2 separate regions of the Zea mays genome follow, and region 2 is linked to region 1. A link is a contact called in public Hi-C data. All regions are on one chromosome and are shown on one strand. The core of a region is the stretch at or near the end of the contact, and the rest is flanking DNA. Distances in the headings are between cores, read along the strand shown.

The links. A called contact is a pair of places that touch in the nucleus more often than the background predicts.
Region 2: a contact with region 1 is called in a Hi-C map of ear, with 2.6 times the contacts expected there. The contact joins the enhancer-like site here to the promoter of LOC103645359 in region 1. A contact is called at or near these places in 2 of 25 Hi-C or Micro-C datasets (ear and tassel).

What each region holds. Positions count from the first base shown.
Region 1 is chr1:238,230,985-238,233,527 of Zm-B73-REFERENCE-NAM-5.0, reverse strand. LOC103645359 reads left to right here and starts at 1,270. Exons shown (of 3, transcript XM_023300942.1): 1 at 1,270-1,563; 2 at 1,644-2,543. The coding sequence starts at 1,270.
Region 2 is chr1:238,536,974-238,539,516 of Zm-B73-REFERENCE-NAM-5.0, reverse strand. No RefSeq gene overlaps it. Among protein-coding and RNA genes, the nearest start is that of LOC118476139, 29 kb to the right of the region's middle. Within about 2 kb of position 1,281, at least 12 of the 20 cell types and tissues checked have an H3K27ac peak or open chromatin away from gene starts, as enhancers often do. A contact at or near this core is called in ear and tassel, where this site is marked.

The sequences.
Region 1 (2,543 bases), core at 21-2,520:
CATGTCATCACCACACAGACAGGCTGTTCCTAATTTTTGGGTACCAGTGCGAAATCCGATATGAAAGTCCATACACACACAAATATATATAATTATACATGTAGTATCGAATATTTAATATATAAAAATTATTATGCAATGTTTTGATGTTAGAAGATAACAAATGTAAAATATAGCGAAAACACTTACTTGTTATCTGATATCATTAAAAATATTTATTAACATTTTGTGATACAAAGTCATCGCTTATATTATTGAGATCAATCTCATCCAACAACTTTTTTCGATATATAGAATCGACAAGCTATTTAACCTCTATTGAGTTATTGTTGACCATAAATAATTCACAAAAATATTTCAATTTAAAAAAGCTTCTCTCTATCGATGCAACCATCATATGTATAGTAAATAAAACTCTCTCTATATCAAAATAGAATTTGTTTTACTTCTTTAGTGGATTCATCGTTATACAGTTGAATATAAACATAAAAATCAAAAACTAAAAAATACTATTTTGAAACGGATTAAGTATTCGATAAGTAATTGAGACATTAGTTTAACAATTTAAACGAAACTGGTCGATAGTGTAGGGCTCTTTGCGTATTTGTGCTTAGAATAAATATGTTTAACAAGAAAAATTGCTAGTGTCCAATGATCAAGAGACCCTCTGTTTTTTTAGGCGCCTGCGGTCGCACCCTCCGCTACGGCCCTGCACACAGCCCGCTCGCTGTACAAGCCGCATTTTCAAAGCGCACACCGTCTGTCGCGACAGCCGGCAGGCGACAGCCCTGCCCTCTATCTCTGTCTCTTTAATTAAACGCGTTCCGTGGTTGACACGAACTGTTCGATTGCAAGTTTGCAACGTTCTATAAAAAGCAATACGAGATCTCACATCAGCGGACGACATACACGTTACGTGCGTATACACGCGCGCGGCGCGCCGCCGGAAGATTCAGTCGCGAAAAGATTCTCTGGTCTACTAGCTGTTATCAAGATGACGAGACCATTTCGTCCTTATATATATACCTCTAATAATATACACATTTTGCCTTATCCAATACTAATATAAGATTGCCGGGACGTGATCACATTCTGACCGACGCACGTTGAACGACGGCCGGCGGGCGTCGCTTCTCTCGTTTTGATTCTCGAGAAACTGCTACATCTTGTTTTTCTAATCTACATCCACAACGACCGACTAGTCTTCTCCGCGAGAGATCCGGGGGCCGTAACCGCCGCCCTGTTGGTCGGTCTCGTGACGGCTGAGCCATGGCCGCGGTGCTCAGCGCGTTCGTGCCGGACACCGCGGTCCGGTGGCGCGGGCTGGTGACGGGGGAGGTGGCGCGGCGGATGGGCGTCGCGACGGAGGCGAAGGCGCTGCTGGCGAGGCTGGAGCGGGTGGGCGCCGCGGTGCGGGACGCCGAGGCGCGGGCCGCGTGCGGGGACGACGGCGCGGCGCGGTGGCTGGCCAATGTGCGGGCTGCCGCCTACGAGGCGGACGGGGCCGTCGACCGGTGCAGGGTCGCCGCACGCCGGCGCAGGGCCCACGACCAACAGAAGCAGGTACGATCACCGGTTCTGCAGGATCTGTTGTTGTTGCAGGTTCGTCCATTGACTCGGCTCCTTTCTTTCTTCCTGCTCAGCAGGCGCCTCTTCCTAGGCTGCTATCCTCCTGCTGCGACACGGACACGGACACGGACGTGTCCTCCTGTGTCGACATCGCGGCTCACATCAACAGCCTGAACCGGAAGCTGCAGGTCATCCTCAAGGAGAAGCGTCGGCTTCAGCTCCGCTCTTCCCTCGGCGGCGACCATCACCCAGCGCCTGACCGCGCGGCACATAGGCTCCGCAAACCTCAGAGGACCCGGGCCGCGGGCGCCGGCATCGTTGGCTCAAGGATCGAGGACGACGCGGCCGCGCTCGTCGGGCTGCTGACGGAGATGGACGGCGAGGAAACCGGCTGCACGATCGTCGCCATTGTCGGCCCCGACGGGATCGGCAAGACCACGCTCGCCAGGAAGGTGTACGGCAGCGAGAGGATACGGCTCGGCTTCGGGGCGGCGAGGTCGTGGCTGCGCGTTCCCAGGGAGTACAGCGAGGCCGGCCTGCTCTCCCAGGTCGTCGACTCGTTCGGCGGCGGCGACACGACGGGCGGCGAGAGCTTCGCCGACCTCGAGAAGGCGCTGGCCAGGCTGGTGGAGGGGAAGAGGTGTTTGCTCGTGCTGGACGACGCGCGGTACGGCGGGGTGTGGGAGGGCGTGCTGAGGAGGCCGCTCCAGCGCGCTGGGCGCGGCAGCAAGGTGGTGGTCACGGCGCGGCACGGCAGCATTGCTCGGGAGATGGGCGCCCGCCACGTCCACCGCATCAAGAGGCTGGACAGCGACGGTGCCTGGCTGCTGCTTCGCGCGGCGGCCTCTGTAGCTGACGAGGCTACAGCCGCTGAGCTGAAGGGCGTGGGCCACGGGATAGCCGATAAGTGCGGCGGTGTGCCGTTGGCGATCAAGGCTGTTGCCGGCGTCCTGACCACACGGGACGCGAGCGCC
Region 2 (2,543 bases), core at 32-2,531, 310 kb before region 1:
CCGCTCCATCCCAGCTAACTAGCTCCGCAACCGAACACTAGAGCTTTAGGCGTGGTGTGATTGGCTCAGATATTCGCTATGGCTATTTCTTCATTAACTCGTGAATCACAGCTCTCTCTCTGGCTTTTTTTTTCCCCATAGGGGATTGATTGTAGTTTGCGTACTACTGGCAAAGGAGGCGTCTTAATAGCTAGCTAGGTTCCAGCACCAGCATTTAGGTTTCAGCTACCAATGCAACTGCCAACGGAATTCGCAAACAGATGATAGCTGGCGATTTGGACTGGCTATAGCTCCAAGAGAGAGACTCAAACAACAAATTTAAGCTGTCCTCCTCGATCTACTGGTTACTACTCATCCAATAATTTGATCATCATCGTCATACAGGTCCTAGGTTCGACAGGAGACCACGTACGTACGGGAGAAATTAACACGCATTATGCTTTGATATGACAGACTCAAGATTCCATATCATCCAAGAAATTCCTGCAACGTATCGGACCTCTCCAAGGACCGGGAAAAAAAGGGTCATATGGTTTTTTCTTTTAATTCAAGGAACAGTGTATGTTAAAAGCTCATGAACGGAGAGAGTATTTAACTGATGCATATATGGCAATACAGTACGCGACTACTGGGTTAACAGAGTACCTCAAGGATTATAGATGCAGCAATAGTTGATGGGTCGGGTGCAATAATGCGACCATATATAATATATATAGTGGTTAATTGTTGTTGTTGTTTCAGACATGGATTGGAGCTCTCAAGCAGAGGTTGCTGTTGCAATAACTTGCAAGTAGCTGCTAGCTAGCAACATGCTTTGTATGTAGATCCATGGAGGTCACTCATCACACCCCGTGCAATGGGGCCCTTGCTGTCGTCGTCTTCATTTTAATTAGATCTCTCGGCTCAAGTCGTGAAGAAACCGCAACGACCATGGCTCCTACGTAGCACGTACGGTTGATGTGTGGAAAATTGAAGATTAGTATGCAAAGCACTGGCTCGGGTGTGCCGAGTTGAAGGGGTGGCAGTGCTTGCGTTGGAAGAGGAGAAGAACGGGCCGCTGCTCGGCGCGCGTGGCATGCACATGTCGATCGCATGGCTTTGTCACGTCGTCGTCGCGCCTTTATAGCGGCCGCAGTTGTTGGATGTGTGGTTTGCAGCTACTTGAGGGTCGGTCGAATCACAGAGATCAACATGCATGGCGGCACCATATGGAGTACTGCTGCTACTGGTGCGTACGTGCGTGCTTGCATCATAACTGCACGACACCAACCTGTTGACAATGACAATCCCATCTCTCAGCTAATCCTGCGGCAGATATATTCTCCTAACTGTACGTACGTAGTGCTCGCACTGTGTCTTCGCGCCAGCTGGTCGACTTGAGTCACCGAGCGTCCGAGCGCTGTTGATGCATGAACCGAATCCGACTATTTGCCGACTATTTTTTGTCGGTTACTCGGCAAAGACGGCTTTATCGAGTGCCACCCTCAGCAAATAAAGACTCTCGATACCGGTAATACCCGCAACTTTTACCTTTACCGAGGTTAGCATACTTGGCATAGCCAGACACTTGGCAAACACTTATTTGCCGAATGTTAAACACTCGGCGAAGTGTGACGCTCGGCAAAGAACCGTCAGCAACCGTTTATAGCTGATGGTCGTTACCTTTGCCGAGCGCAAGACGCTGACACTCGACAGAGATGGTACGTTGCCGAGTGTTGGGCCGGGCGAGTGCTTTATTTGACACTCGGCAAAGTTTATTTTCATTTTTTTCTTTTTCCAACCAAACTTTTTGTGGTTTGTTCCTACACTATGTTGACCTACATGTTCCATTTTTGGAACAATTATAAAAGTGTTTGCTATAAATATTAGATTTTGTTCGTTTAATTGTATTTCCTCGAATAATTCATATTTTCCAAGTTTCAAGTGACTTGCAGTTCAAATGTGAATTTTTTCAAAGAAATTCAAATAAACGAACTAAATCTAATAGTTATAGAAAACACTTTTATAATTGTCATAAAATGGTACATGTAGGTCTACATAGTGTAGAAACATACCGCAAAAAGTTTGGTTGGCAAAATAAAAATAAAAATATACTTTGCCGAGTGTCCAACGGGGGCACTCGGCAAAGCTTGCTCTGTCGAGTGTCAAACGGGGGGCACTCAGCGAAGAAAATTCTTTGCGGAGTGCCAGAACTCGGTTCTCGGCAAAGGTAACGGCCGTCAGCTTTAGACGGCGGCTGACGACCCTTTGTCGAGAGCCGCCCTTCACCGAGTGTATTCCTGTATCGAGAGTCCTGCTCTCGGCAAACGCCATCGTTACCGAGAGCAGGACTTTGCTGAGTTCTGAGACCACTGCTTCTTTGCCGAGTGTCCAACAGGGGCACTCGACAAAGCTTGCTCTGTCGAGTGTCAAACGGGGGGCACTCGGCAAAGAAAATTCTTTGCGGACTGCCAGAACTCGGCTCTCGACAAAGGTAACAACCGTCAGCTTTAGACGGCGGCTGACGACCCTTTGCCGAGAGCCGCCCTTCGTCGAGTGTATTC